5 separate regions of the Mus musculus genome follow, and all the other regions are linked to region 1. Evidence: chromatin contacts called from public Hi-C, HiChIP or PLAC-seq and promoter capture Hi-C data. All regions are on one chromosome and are shown on one strand. Each heading gives the region's core, a stretch centred on a gene start, on an enhancer-like site or on the middle of the called end of the contact. The rest is flanking DNA. Distances are from core to core; before and after follow the strand shown. Region 1 holds the start of Fam189a1 (family with sequence similarity 189, member A1). Region 2 overlaps Fam189a1 (family with sequence similarity 189, member A1). Region 3 holds the start of Tarsl2 (threonyl-tRNA synthetase-like 2). Region 4 overlaps Apba2 (amyloid beta (A4) precursor protein-binding, family A, member 2). Region 5 overlaps BC046251 (cDNA sequence BC046251).

Region 1 (2,747 bases), core at 213-2,712:
AATGCCGATTATCTCTCTTTTGATGTCTTAGAGGCAAGGCTTCTGTCTGGTTTTTGTTTGCTGAGGTACTTACCTCTAAGAGCCTTAAATGGGTGGCTTCTGCTTAGACCCCCTAGTCTGAGCCGGTTTTCAGAAGAATGCCTGAATGGGCGAGGGAGGTGAGGGCAGTCGAGTATCACGCTTTGATATTGTTTCAAGCACTGACAAAAATGCTTCCTGAGAACTTCTAGATAGAAAATACCTCCAGGAAATTGGAATTTGTACTAGGGCGCTCTAAACACCTGGCCAGAGGCTTATTTCATTTTATAAAGAACTGGGAGAGACGACAGCAGTTGGCCACGGGCCAATATTTGGAGGTCATCCACTTTATCCTGGGATTCCCACCCTCTCTCTCTTCATCCCTTGGCCATCCAGTTAAATTGGAAAATAAATCCCATCCCTGGTAAGGTGTTGGCTGATAAAGGCTGAGCTATTGCCCCTTCAAGGGGAATTTGCATTTTAATAGGGGCTCGTCAAGCCCCAAAGGAATCAATATCTCTAACGCTGAAATTTCAAGCACCAGCAATTGAGATATTTTCGGGAGGACACTGTTCGGTATTTCCAATCCAATGGGGCGGGGGTTGAGGGGGAGGAGGCAGACAGGGATGGAGGACTCCATAAGTCCTGCCAAGAGGTCATGGAAGAATGACCTTTGAATTTCATCTTTTGCAACTTTCCTTTTCGGCCAGTCCTTCATACTTCCGACCCTGCAGACTCCATTCAACACTGATAGGCTTAAAGTTGTCCCATCAACAGGACCACAAAAGGCATTGGGACAACCGAATTTCCAGGTTTCCTTGCAATTTCAAGGAAGCCAATCATTAAATCTGGGGGCAAGAGGGAGTATAGGCTGTTTAATACAACCTCCATTTACATTTGCTCTTGTATACTGTTTTAAAGGCTAAACTTGGGACTTGTTTTATAAAACGCCCCGCAAAGGAGAAGTGGATAGAAGGCAGCTGCTTGCCCCAGGGGTGTCCTAGGTGGCTTCTAGGGTGATTCTGCACGAAGGCGGCTAGGCTTATTAACTGGAGGTCGCCACGCCTGGGGCTCAGCGCAGGAAATCGACATCCAAGCCCTTTCAGAGCCTCAGGTCCCACAACCCCGCTCCCACGCCTTGGCCAAAGGGTCCTCTCGGAGTCCTCTGTCCTTGCCGGTGTCCAGGCTCCGTCCGTCCTCTCCCCAGTATCCGACTCGGCCCAGGAGGAGGCACCAACGCGGAGGACACACCCGCGACCTCTCCTGCTCCCTGCCTTGTCCCCCCCTTCGGCTTCGGTTCCCTCCCGGGCCCCGGCGCACAGCGGCTAGGCTCGCTCCCGAAGCCCGCGGCGGCTCGCGCCCGGCACGGCGGCTCGCGCCCGCGCTCGGCCAGGGGAGCGCGCGGACGGGCGGGCGAGCGGGAGAGGGCGCAGCGCGGCCGGCGGGCCCTGCGCAGCGGCGGTGGCATGGGCGCGGGCACCGGTGCGGGCTGCGGGCGCCCGGCTCTCCGCCCGGCCCGAGCCGCTCGCGTCGGCCGCGCGCCGCAGCCTCTGCTGCTGCCCGCGGGGAGGCGGTCCCCGCAGCCAGCGCAACTTGCCCCGGCGCCTCGGTGAGAGGAGCGCAGCGCGGAGAGAGCTTGCGGGACGAGATGCCTCCGGCCGGCGGCCCCCGCACACCGCGTCCGCACGCGCTGCCCCGCAGCCTGTCCCGCCTGCGCGAGTGCCCGGGCCGTTCCCGCATCGTGCTGGCTCTCGGGGCCACGCAGATGGCGCTCGGATGCCTCATCGTGGCCGTGAGCTTCGCGGCGCTGGCTCTCACCACCTCCGCCCGCGTGCGCCACTCCTGCCCTTTCTGGGCCGGCTTCTCGGTGAGTGTCTGCGGCGGCGGCGCGGGCTGGGACCCGGAGCTGCAGTGGCGGGGGACGCGGCCGGCGCCGAGTGGGGGAGCGGACGCCCGGGTCTGGCAGCTGCGGCTCGGCTAGCAGTTTCCAAGTCCGGGCCGGGGAACTCCGGGGACCGCCGCGCGTCGCGCTGCCGCTCCAAAGCGTTGCGCCCGGAGTTACTTTTCTGAGGGGAAAACAGCCAGGCGCCCTCCCTTCGCCACCTGGTGGGTAGCAGTCGGTGGCTGGTGCCTGCCTGGGACAACTGCCCGGATCCCCACTCGCCGCCGATGACCGACCCGGGCAGCGGGCGACTGTGACCAAGGCGGCACGGGGGCGCCCGAGCCCGGTGCAGTACCCGCTGTGCACGGCTCCCTTCGCTGCGGTTCTCGCCGGGGGCGCGCAGGGCTGTGGGTCAGTCTGGAGAGGACCGACTGGTCCCCGCTCTGGCACCTCCCGGACGCAGGGACATCTTGTTTCCCCTTAAGCCCAGGACGGTCTGGCTGGACCTGCTGGAGATCCGGAGTCAGGAGCGTGCTATTTAAAATCCAGATTGATTTTCGGGTTCTTGACCCTCAAATGTTTCCTCCAGCAAACATTTATTAAAGAAGCCATTGGTTCGAGATGATTTTCTTTTCTTTTCTTTTCTTTTCTTTTCTTTTCTTTCTTTCTTTCTTTCTTTCTTTCTTTCTTTCTTTTTTTTTTTTTTTTGGTATTTTGTATTGTTTTGGTGAAAGTTGCTTATATTCTGTATTAATAAAGCATGGACATATGGGAATAGGGATAAATGTGGCACGGGTATTTATAACGATGGGCACTTGTTTCGAGAACTCTTGACATCTGTAACTAC
Region 2 (2,700 bases), core at 42-2,541, 320 kb after region 1:
AGCTCTCCAGCTGCTCGTCAACAACCCCAGACTTCAGATCTCTCAGACAACTAAGCCTCTGCCTTTCCTCAGCCTGGAGGAACCATGAGGCCCCCATCTTTCTCTTTCTAAAATTGTCAGCTCTGGGGCTACACCATTCTCACTTGCCTGCTCGCCTGTCCTCTAAGCTGCTGCTCCCAAATCTCCTCATGTCTGTATCCAACACGGGGTGATGACAGAGCTCAGGAAACATTTGCTGAGTGGTGATCTGGACAGAATATTCATGGCCAATGCTGTGCGACAGTCCAGCAGGTGGCTGAAGCTGCCTAATTAGTTCCATGGGTCGATTGTGGGTTTTTTTTTCAGAGCTAACCATTTCCATGATCCACTTCCTTTATAGACCGCCGCTGGGGATGTCAGGAGCATAGGAGGGGCGCTCAGTGGCACATCTCGAGGAGGACCTTAATCTTGAGACTGCCTTAGTTTATCCAGAGCCTGTTAGTTTCTTCTGCAGGTTCATAGCAGCATTTACTACCAGTGCTCTCAGCTCTGAATACATCCAGTAACCAAGCCAACACCAATTACATAGCCACATCCTTCAGAAGAGCCTGTCAGTAACCAGGGAAACCCTGATTTAGCTTCATGACTCTGAATAGTAAATTAGAAAAGGACACAGCCTCAGGCTGGGGCAGTTAGACAGGTCTGGCTCTGAAAGTAAAGGGAGGCTTGACTGACGTGCACAGTGCTCCGGAGGTCTTGCTAGCCTTTGTTTCATGGTGGATTTTAGAAGTGCTAAAGTTTTTCTGGTTTTGCTTTTTGTTGTTTTTTAATGGTTTAGTATACCAACCACTGGTCAGGAGCAGTCTTGGCTTCTTTTGGCCTCATGAGAAATTTAGAGCTTGATTTCCACTGGTACCTTGTTATAATGATACCTACTTTGTTTTCTCCCCTGAGAATATGATTCTATTTTACTTTATCATCAAGTGAATTTGCCTTGTTGTGAACAAATAGATTTCACGGCAAAAGGGATGACTCAAAAGTTGATTCCAAGCTCAAAAGTTTCCTTGCAGAGGAAATACCCCCTAACAAAATAAATATAGTAACAACACAGTAACCCAGCAACAGTTCCAGGTAAGTGTTTCTCAGTATGCTGCCCAGATGGGCTATCTCCTGCTCATTGGACTGGTTCGTTCTGACCCATGGAGGGCCCCCATATCCAGCATGCTCCTGGTTCAAAGACAATGCTCTGACTCCCCTACCCCAGAAAAATCTCATGTTCCAACAGGGGGCAGTGTTAGGCAAATTGCTACCAGGAGAGAAGGACAGAAGGTGGGGAGAAGTGTGGTGGGGGAGGGGAAGGGGCGGGGAGCAGAATGTGTGTAGATAAGGGGCGTCTAAGCAGGTGGCCTGTGAATCGCGGGTCCACAGGTGTCTGGGAAAGGCCCGGGGCAAACTTGTGTGGTCTCGGAATTGAAGGGAAGGCCTTGTAGCCACCGCTGGAAAGAAGCGCTGGAGCTGAGGTGCCGGGCGTGTGCAGCTGTGACCTAGCTGAGTCTGGTCTTGGCTTCCTCACCAGGTCCTAGGTCCCCTTGTACTTTTGCGGTGCTTGTCGGGCAGCGCGCTCAGTAGGCCGCCCTCTGGTGGGTTTTCTTCTCTGTGATTCTAGGGCTGGGACACTAAGATCCTTCTGTCTCTAGCCAGCACCAGATGCATAATTAGGAGGCGTGTCTGTGACTGTCAGCCTCCCTCTCACAGCTGCTCCGGGGAGGACAACGGAGGAACTCAGAGGGTAACTCCCTTTCCGCTTTGCAACAGGAACTGGGATAAATCTGTTAGCATTCCAGGGAGCCCACATCACCCTGTGTGGTCCAGCTCACACCTGTTAGCCTGGATTTATCTGGTCTTCCAAGTTTCTGGCTGGTTGCCTGTGGCTTTGGACTTTGCTTAACTCCCGCTGGGACTTCATCCCCATCCGTCCTCTGTCAGCTGAGTGCTCTCCAGAGAGTGTCTACCTGTCGGGATCTATGGGATGTAGTGGGGTGAGAAGCTCCCCATTCAGGGTTTTGGGAGATGCTGCAGGTATAGGGTGATGTTGCCTTTCTCTCTACCTCTCCCAGACACTGCTGTATTCAGGCCTTCTGGAGAGGAGGGTGTTTAACAGGGGCCTTTTATAATTTACTTTCTAATTTTATTTTATGTGTGGGTGTTGTGTTTGTATGCATGTCTGTGCACCACATGCCTGCTTGGTGCTGGAGGAGGCCAGAAGAGGGTGTCAGATTCCCATGGATCTGGAGTTGCTTGCTGATGGTTGTAAGTCACTATGTGGGGGGCTGGGAAACGGACCAAGGACCCAGGAAGAGCATCAAGACAGTAGAACTGTCTCTCTACTCCCTTGAACGAGGCTTTAATGCTTGTTGGAATGTTTATGAGAGAGGTGGAGGTGGAGGAGGAGAGGGAGACCCCTCATTGTGTGGAGTCATGGCTCATTTTTAGACCGCATGAAACTGACATCCAGGCTCTATAACTGACACAGCCCTATATTGCGTCTGTCTCCCTGGGTCCCTCAGTGTGTCAGGGAAGGAGAGGTGTCTACTGCCAGGGCAATGTGCTTGGAGAGTGGACTTGACTTGTCAAGAGTAGAGTGAAACTCACAGTCTCTTCGAACCAGGCTAGACACAGACTCGTGACATCTGGAGGCCTCATCTTGATGGACTAGCGCTC
Region 3 (2,700 bases), core at 63-2,562, 490 kb before region 1:
GGAAGGAGGAAACCCAGAGAGCTCACGGCAGGGCCCATGGTTGGAGAGTCCCGGCTGGGCTGTGGGAACCAGGATCTACTTATAACCCTCAGGGATCTGGTTTCAGAGTTCAGCCCTATCTGTCCGAGCACATTAAAACTGGGGGTGTAGCTCAGTAATAGAGCACTGCCCAGTATTCACAAGGCCATGGGTCCCATAGCCTGCAACACACACAGTCTCTGTGTCTCTCTGTCACTCTTCCCTAAACTTTAAACAAATAATGTCACTGGAAATTGTGGCTGCCACCAGACTCTTATTCATTGCACTATTTCATTAGATGTTGCCAGAGCAAAAACAAAACAAACAAACAAAACAAAAACCAAAAACCCCTCAGTTTTAGAAAGCCTTTAGAACTTAGAAAAAAAATTCTTCTAATTTGTTACTTAATAATCTTCTAAAACATGAAAATACTGTAATCAAATACTTCTGTTAAATATACAGATCACATATAGGCCTCAAAGCAAACCACCAAAATAAGACAGTAAAAATAACCTGTCTTCAGATAGCACAGAACCAGCCAGCAGAGAGAATAGAAACTGTTAGGTCCTCTTCTCCAAGGATACTGTGACTCTTAAACACTGAAGCGGCCTTTTAAAAAGTTTTTATTTGAGACAGCGTCTTCTCATATTGCCCTGGCCGACCTGATTCTCAATATTTACTCCAGGCGGGCCTTAAATTCTCAGCCATCCTCCTGCCTCAGCCTCCAGAGTTCTGGATTAGAGGCATGCACCTCAGTTTGATCTGCTACTGGAGGGAAAAAATGTTGTTTGCAGTCTGTCCAATGAAGAGCTGAGAAATTATACCAGCTGGTCAGTTAGGAGGTTGGTGGAAACCTAGCGGTTCCCCAGGCCGTGGGCAGTGGGCAGGGCGCGGGCGGGGACACACCCTGCAGCCCTGTCCGCACCCGGGTGCAGAATTGGAACCCGCTGAGTGCGTACTCCTGGGCCGCCGGTTACCTCGTGCGCCGCCGCTCGCCCGGCCTCGGTGCGGCGCTGCTCCGCCAGGCGCAGCCGCAGGCCACACAGGCGCTGGTGCAGGTCGCGGTTCTCCGCCTGGAGCTGTGCCACCTCGCGTGTCAGGCGCGGGCCCTCGGCTTGGCCCCGCTCGGGCCCGCGCAGCTGCTCGTCCCTCAGGCGCTGCACCTCCGCGCACAGCCAGCGGATGTCCTCCTCCTGCCGCTGCAGGCGCGAGGCCACCGCCTGAGCCGCCAGGGCCTGGGCCGCCATGGTAGCTTCCCTGTGCCACCTGAGCCCGCCAGCCCAGCCAGAGTGACAAGGAGACGGGGCGGGGCGGAGCTGAAGGACTTCGGGAGGCGGGGTGAAGTGGGGGTGCATCACTATATGGGGCGGGGCGATGGAGGAAGAGGGGCGGGGCTGGAGCTGGGTATCCCTGCATGGGGCGGAGCGATGCACGGGCAAGAGGCGGGGCCATATCGGGGCAACTGTGCAGAGGCCAGGCGATGGGCAAAGAAGAGGGGCGGGCTATAGGATAATGAAGGGCGGGGCAGGAGTGATGGGAGGGGCAAGGGTAGGCATCATTTCAGAGGAGAAGCGATGAGACAGCGCGGCATCATCGCTGGGGAAGATGAGACGGCTGAGCAATGCTTCATAAAACAAGGAAAATGGGCAGGGGAGTGTGGCAGGGAGCACGGGCAGGAACACGGCCAATGTTGGGTGCACTGCAGGATTGAGAACTACGCTCTGGACCTAGGCAGCAGGAGTGGGACCACCGGATGGGCATCTTTAGCGTTTGGAGGCATGTCCAGGTGCTACTGGAAGTGTGTTCAGTCTAATGAAACTGGAGTTTGAGATATTGAAGCCCAGAGGAGGTGCGTCTCTTGACCAGATTGTCCAAACCGTTAGCAAAGCCTGATGGATTTCTTTCATTCCCCTCTTAAATTCTTGCAGTCACCACACTGTGCAAACAGGTTCTGAAAAGCGGCCATTGAAAATAGACCTTCATGCCAAGGCTGTGCAAATACAGTGGCACTTGGCAAGGACACACAGAAGAGCACTACAAAAACTTCAGCCTGGCCAGCACAACATTGTTCACTATTTGAGTCTAGAGCAAATGCTGTTTATAACTGTCTTAAGATTATTTTAAGTAGAAACATTTGTGCTATCGGACTTTGGAAACAGTGGTCCGCAAAGAATTAAGCTCTCATCCTGGAGCAGGAAAGGGCTGAAGCCCTGCTGCCCCCTGGGGGAGGAGTTGCCCTAGGAATTGCTGGACAGACTGGAACTAAGCCGATGATGGAGCCACACCTCCACCACTGGCCTCTACTTAAACTTAAACCTCATATTAGCACCCCAATGACGGGCTTGGGGTAGGTGGCTGAACCCCTGTAGCTGTTCATCTTCCCACTGTAACCACAATGAATAAATCTCCTTTCTCTGCTTTTTATTGTTAACTGTCATTTTAATTGGCATGTTTCAGAGGGTTAGCTGAGCTTATGTCGTTGAAACTTCCAGAAGCCAGGCTTTGACTCTAAAGACTCCAGTAATAAGTTCACACATGACTTTGTTTCTCTTATAACCATGAGCAAGAAGCTTCCTGTGGCAAGAACAAAAGTTGGCTTTTACTGTTCTTAAGTTCCTAGAATGTGCCAAGACATGAACGAAGCGATTTGGAAATAGTCACTTCTTAAATCTTCATTAAAAG
Region 4 (2,740 bases), core at 235-2,734, 400 kb after region 1:
CTTCTGGCTCGTCCGGACCCAGGTGGGTCTGCCTGGTATCCCGGCTCCACGGTGAGGTTGGGTGTACCTAGATGTACAGCGGGGTCTCCTGGCCCGTGAGGAGCCTAAACATGGCTGCAGGCATGGTCTTCATGTGAATCTGGAAACAGAGAGGAAAGGCTGAGCCAGCTGCCGCTTCTCCTTAGTGAAATGAATGCATCAGGTGCCAGTCTCCGAGAGGCTCTCAGTGAGCAGGCTGGGATAGAAGGGTGGGTGCCCCTCCGATACGGGGCTTCTGATACACTCTGTCTCTCTCTCATCTGGAGCTGACACCAAAAGAATGGGACAGTAGACTTCTGATGGTGACTGGGCACAGGTCCTCCCCCCCCCGCCTCCCCCCCCCCCCCCCCGAGCTGCAAGAAGTGTGCTGTGCTTCTGAGAAGGGGATGCACAGACTCTGGATGAGGCAAGAGGATGTGGGGCGAGGGAAGAGCTGAAGAGACAAGGAGTCCCTCAATTAACAAATGACTCTCAACAACCCAGTTGCCCTTGGGCTCTACTTGGGCTGGGTAGACCATGGGATGACTTCCTGGGTGGTGGGATGACTCTGAGTCCCGAGAGACAAACAGCAGGGAGCTCTGATTCCCCTTTTCCACTCCCCATACTGGGGTTGTGCTCCTGGACTTGGGCCGTGCTGTGCTCTGGAAGAAGCTGCCAGGGTCTCAGCTGCCTCCAGGTCTGTTCTGGCCCAGACTGTACTCTGCGGACGGAGCTCATACAGGTGAAACGTGCAGATGTTTGCTTCGTTCATACTTTAGCTCCTCCACAAGTCCACAGGACAGCCTTTCCCTCAGGAGCATCATTCGCCGTAATTCTTCAATTAAAACCTACCCCACCCACAACCTGTGAGGGCGTCTCAAAATGGGGTGACTCATTCTCCAAATGTGCTTGGGGGTTGGTGGGAAATGCAGGCAGACATTTCTGTCACCAGCTGGGTGGGTGAAGCCTTGCTCAGCCCACAGGCTGAAGGGAGTTGCCACACTCCCTCTCTCTGCTGTTTCCTTAGTTATCAATTAATCTCAGGCCTGAGGTGGTGGAGTCATTTCTTGGGGTCCCCGGCCCACCCCCACCCTCCCCCGGCCAGGATTGATTTCTTTAGGTGTGAGACTGGTTACTCCCATGAGGGCAGTCATTTCTGAATGTCTACTTAGGAAAATTGGATTGTCCTTTCTTGGAAGCCATTAGTTAGAAGCAGCCAATGGCCCCCTCCTGTCCCCTCCTTGAGAGTTAGCCATCACTTGCAGCCAGTCCAAAGAATGTACCTCTTCCCCCAAGCCCCTTTAGGTATGTCAAAAGATGCTGACTTGGTCATTGTGGCCCCAAGAGAGGTGATTTAAGGGACATAAACCAGGATCCCCTGAGGAAATAACAACTCCCATCCTTCCATGCCCAAAGGAAATGGGAGTCTGGACCATCTGCCCTGCATGAGCACCCAGTGGCCACTAGAGGGAGTCTGGCAGCCCTGCAGGGACCACAGCAGAATTCCAGGAAAAGATCAGCGGGCAGGCAACTCCCCTAGCCAGAGCCTCTCCAGCTCAGCGCCAGCCTCCCACTCTGTGCCAGCACTCACAGTTTCCCAGAGACCACCCCGCCACAGTTCCCACTCCCACACTCACACCCCCATATTCATGGGAATTTGGACTGCCATGTGCACACGCATACTCTCATACTCAGATGTATACATCATGACCATACACGTCCCCTGTAAGTTTCTAATTGCATTCACACACACACACACACACACACACACACACACACACACACACACACACACACACCTACACTCATTTACGCCCACTCTAACACATTTATGCACACATCACAAACACAGCCTCCTCCACAAATTCACATGCATCCATACACTAACACCCCCACTCATACAAACCGGCAAGCATACTCCATCTCTTATACACAACTACAGGCACAGGTCACAAGCACACACTTAACCCACAATATCACAGATTCAGTCACTCATCTACATAAACACTAACACAAATACCTCACTCTTAGCCTACCTATTCTCATACATAGCCACAAATACACCAAAACACACTTTTTCTTCACAAACTCACACGCATTCTTACCCACACACCTATACTGACTAGCACCCACACCCTCACAGACACAATCATACACACCTACACAATACACTCTTACCCATAACTATAGACACACTAACATCCGGACACTCATAACCTCTTCTCCACCAGCTGCATATGCGAGAGCACACACACACACACACACACACACACACACACACACACACACACCTTCATACTACAAACCTCACCCATACTGCGTAAGTTTCCTCTCTGTGCACTGCAGCATCATCCACACCTTGCACTATGATGCTCACCTGTGTGATCCTTGAGGACAGCTATACCCCTCCTCGGGGACCAAAGGGTCTTGCTAGAATGCAAATGACCAAAGAAGGGCCAAACTAGGGGATGGTTGCAAGCTAGCGAACTATGAAAAGAAAAAGCAGTTTGACCCTGGGCACAGAGCAACACCCATGACACAGCAGCTATGAGCTAACCAGGCCTCCTGGTGTAGGGAGCTGGATGTACGGGATTCTGTTCAGAAATGGGGTTAGGGGCTGTGCCTGGGAGCCTCTGTCCTGAGATACCAGAGAGTCTAAGAGAACCCCCCCACTCTGCTCCCACTGTGAGGTGGGGGCACAGTCTGCTCCTCAGCTGACATC
Region 5 (2,700 bases), core at 120-2,619, 450 kb before region 1:
GCGGATTTCTGAGTTCGAGGCCAGCCTAGTCTACAAAGTGAGTTCCAGGACAGCCAGGGCTACACAGAGAAACCCTGTCTCGAAAAAAAAAAATCTGGATTGGATATTGGTCTTCCAAATTTGGCAAGACACATGTAGCTTCTCTCATGCAAGGCAGAATCTTGGGACAGTGCCGTCAAGGACTTTAGAGGACTTTATAAGGTTGTAACAGAAAAAGTAAGGTATAGACTTGGTGTATTGTAGAGGGTCCAGACCTGACAATGCTTCTCAGATTGTAGCCTGGTGACATCACACAGGAAAATTACCTGTGTGTGGCTCAAATTTGTTCCAGTGTTCCAGTATTTAAGAATATAGCTTACTGGGAAGTCAGAAGGGAAAGAGGTCTGTCCCACAGCCAGACTACTGAGGAACTGCCCCACAGGAGGTTCTCTTAGTAAGTAGTGACCCCCTCTTACTATCTATAATGGACTGGAGGCACCCCTTTATAAGGGGGATTCACCTACTAAAAAGGGTTTCTCCAAGTTCAGGGACATCAACACAAAGACATGTCTACCTCTCAGTGCAAGGTTAGATTATTCAAGGGATTTGTGTAAGCAAAGGAGAGGCTCACTCACTGACTCAATGGAAGGTGGGGGCTTACTCCACAACAGTGCTTGAGGAATGAGACAGAAAGGCAAGGGTTGCGAAAGCACGTGAGTCAGCTGCCACTGTGCCAGTTCAGATAAATAATAGTACAGACATCGAGATGGGAGAAGGAATAGAAGACACAAGCCCTCCAAAGTGCAGTGGCAGCAAATCTGTCAGGGAGAAGGGAGTGGGAGTCCTCCAAAGATATGTGGGCTCATCCTGAATGAGTAGCTGCCAATCATACCCCTCACTGAGAGCGAAAGGGGCTCTGAGGAGAGGAATGTAACCCCCTTACCATCACGGGCTGTAAAATGTAAAAACCGTCCAGCTTCTCCATTGCTTTCATGTCCGTCCAAAGTGTAGCCTTGGCCAGGGTCTGTCAGTTAAGAATGGGCAGTAAGCTTTTCCACAAGGCACCAAAAGGAATCCCAATGCATGATGGTAACCCAGGGTCACAACTTGGAGGCCTTTGGGCATCTCTGGAAAGCAGCCCCAGCTAGGACTTTCAGTTGCCACAGAACAACTGACCAAATACCACTAGCATTACTCGGAGGGGAGGCAAGAAGAGAAGTCCCCATGTGGGTCCCAAAGTTGTGTCAGGAAGTGTTGGTAATGGGCCAGTGATGTGGGAGATGAAAGGACTTACCAGGACGTGAAAGCGGAAGTAGAGTTTATCCACACACTGTGGTACAGCTACAGAGGCAGGAGAGTAGACGCTGTCTGCACAGAGGCATTCCTGGGGGTGCCCTTATGCAGAGACTTCCAGGCAGGCGGTGTTTCAGCGTTTGCAATAACTGCAGACAGGCTTGTTATAGTTCCATCTCTTTGAGGAGATAACGATCCTGCTCACAGGCTACAACGGTTTTGTTTGTCTAAGCCCAACCTGTCCTTGGGTAGTAAGCCTTGTTCTGAAGCTAAAACAGCTGAGTCTAGCCATCACTCCAAAATAGTGTCCACAGAAAGCAATCATGGGAGCAGAGGGCAAGCAGGTTGGCATGAGTGTGTGGAAGCCCCAGGGCGCCAGGAAACAGGACTTTTGCTCTTTTCTCTTGGCCCCAAGTCAATGGCCTGCTTCTAATTGCTGGGAGCCTGGAAACTGATTCTCAGCCCCACATCCCACTCCTTGCAGCTTCTGTGACTCACCGCTGTGCCACTGGGTGGCGGTGCCAGCTGGCAATCTTGCTCGGAGCTGATACACTCACATCTCCCTATGAGGACCAGGCATGTCTGCCAAGTTCCATCCCATGCGCCCTGGAAAGATGGGAAGACACATGCATCTGAAATGCTTTCTGCCTCAGAACTGGAGATACAAGATCAAGGGGAGTCATCCAGGAGCCATGGGCCAGAGCTGGTGCCAGGAGCTGGCCTTGCTTTACTAACTCAGAACCCAGCCTTATATTTCTGATGGATGGAATCTGACCATCCTGCAGGGATGGGTTGCCAAAGCTATTTTTGATTTGTGTGGGTACAGTGCAAAGTCAAAAAAAAAAATGTAACCCATAGAATACAGCTGCAATTATTAAACAAAAAACCAAAACACAAAGCAAAAAACTCTACCGACCAGATCAGATCAGAAATGCAGCAATCAGGCTCTAGGTCAGGAATCCAGGTCAGGCACACAGAAGAAGACCACGTGGCTCTGAGCCTAGCTTGGGAGCACCAGATGAGCGAGGCAGAAGAATGAAAGGAGCACTCACTCCCAGAAGAACTCGGGATCAAGATCAGACTGGAGCAGCAGTCGTCCAGCAGAGGAAAGGGTATCCGGAGGCATATGTGGCTGGGGCAGTAGGCTCCTCCCTAAGTAACTGACTACCTTCCCTGGAATTCCAGAAGGGTGTAAAGTCAGGTGCTATGGGAAGCACAGGGAACAACCTCTAGTAGTTGGTTTCGATGAAAGTATGAAAGGGTGAGTATCCTCATCATCTACTGATGCATAATAAACTATTAACACAAACAGCACCTGCGGGCAGGATACCTGGACACAGCTCACTTGTGAATCCAGCTCCAGGTTTCTCAGAAGGCTACAGTCAGGGTGTCAGACATGATGTCATCTGAAGGTGCCACTGGAGCAGG

Evidence for each region. Promoter capture Hi-C pulls out the DNA fragments that hold promoters and counts their contacts. A called contact is a pair of places that touch in the nucleus more often than the background predicts. HiChIP or PLAC-seq counts read pairs in DNA pulled down with a chosen protein or histone mark.
Region 2: a contact with region 1 is called in an H3K27ac HiChIP or PLAC-seq map of stem cell-derived neural progenitor cells, with 6 times the contacts expected there. The contact joins the enhancer-like site here to the promoter of Fam189a1 in region 1. A contact is called at or near these places in 9 of 39 promoter capture datasets (cranial neural crest, embryonic stem cells, epiblast stem cells and 4 more), 9 of 484 Hi-C or Micro-C datasets (cardiomyocytes, embryonic stem cells, forebrain and 5 more), 7 of 115 datasets of contacts at active chromatin or transcription factors (embryonic forebrain, embryonic stem cells, forebrain and 3 more) and 1 of 9 other capture datasets (embryonic stem cells).
Region 3: a contact with region 1 is called in a Hi-C map of cortical neurons, with 3 times the contacts expected there. The contact joins the promoter of Tarsl2 here to the promoter of Fam189a1 in region 1. A contact is called at or near these places in 2 of 39 promoter capture datasets (cranial neural crest and embryonic stem cells), 8 of 484 Hi-C or Micro-C datasets (cerebral cortex, cortical neurons, embryonic stem cells and 2 more) and 1 of 115 datasets of contacts at active chromatin or transcription factors (stem cell-derived neural progenitor cells).
Region 4: a Hi-C map of cortical neurons shows a contact between it and region 1, with 2.1 times the contacts expected there. The contact joins the enhancer-like site here to the promoter of Fam189a1 in region 1. A contact is called at or near these places in 6 of 39 promoter capture datasets (embryonic stem cells, hippocampal neurons and stem cell-derived epiblast-like cells), 2 of 484 Hi-C or Micro-C datasets (cortical neurons and palatal mesenchyme) and 1 of 115 datasets of contacts at active chromatin or transcription factors (forebrain).
Region 5: a promoter capture Hi-C map of hippocampal neurons shows a contact between it and region 1, with 1.7 times the contacts expected there. The contact joins the enhancer-like site here to the promoter of Fam189a1 in region 1. A contact is called at or near these places in 5 of 39 promoter capture datasets (cranial neural crest, embryonic stem cells, hippocampal neurons and 2 more) and 1 of 484 Hi-C or Micro-C datasets (cerebral cortex).

The regions. Positions count from the first base shown.
Region 1 is chr7:65,155,243-65,157,989 of GRCm38.p6, reverse strand. It overlaps Fam189a1 (family with sequence similarity 189, member A1), which reads left to right and starts at 1,462. Exons shown (of 10, transcript NM_183087.4): 1 at 1,462-1,885. The coding sequence starts at 1,667.
Region 2 is chr7:64,839,037-64,841,736 of GRCm38.p6, reverse strand. The region is part of intron 3 of Fam189a1 (family with sequence similarity 189, member A1); the gene reads left to right. Among named protein-coding and RNA genes, the nearest start is that of Nsmce3, 33 kb to the left of the region's middle. Within about 2 kb of position 1,291, at least 123 of the 459 cell types and tissues checked have an H3K27ac peak or open chromatin away from gene starts, as enhancers often do. A contact at or near this core is called in embryonic stem cells, forebrain, hippocampal neurons and 6 more, where this site is marked.
Region 3 is chr7:65,643,510-65,646,209 of GRCm38.p6, reverse strand. It overlaps Tarsl2 (threonyl-tRNA synthetase-like 2), which reads right to left and starts at 1,312. Exons shown (of 19, transcript NM_172310.2): 1 at 996-1,312. The coding sequence starts at 1,265.
Region 4 is chr7:64,750,470-64,753,209 of GRCm38.p6, reverse strand. It overlaps Apba2 (amyloid beta (A4) precursor protein-binding, family A, member 2), which reads right to left. Exons shown (of 15, transcript NM_001291166.1): 15 at 1-139. The coding sequence ends at 68. Among named protein-coding and RNA genes, the nearest start is that of Nsmce3, 120 kb to the left of the region's middle. Within about 2 kb of position 1,484, at least 30 of the 459 cell types and tissues checked have an H3K27ac peak or open chromatin away from gene starts, as enhancers often do. A contact at or near this core is called in cortical neurons, hippocampal neurons and palatal mesenchyme, where this site is marked.
Region 5 is chr7:65,609,475-65,612,174 of GRCm38.p6, reverse strand. BC046251 (cDNA sequence BC046251) reads right to left here. Exons shown (of 8, transcript NR_131060.1): 3 at 2,603-2,700; 4 at 2,189-2,445; 5 at 1,771-1,878; 6 at 1,274-1,421; 7 at 923-1,003. Among named protein-coding and RNA genes, the nearest start is that of BC046251, 29 kb to the right of the region's middle. Within about 2 kb of position 1,369, at least 13 of the 459 cell types and tissues checked have an H3K27ac peak or open chromatin away from gene starts, as enhancers often do. A contact at or near this core is called in cerebral cortex and hippocampal neurons, where this site is marked.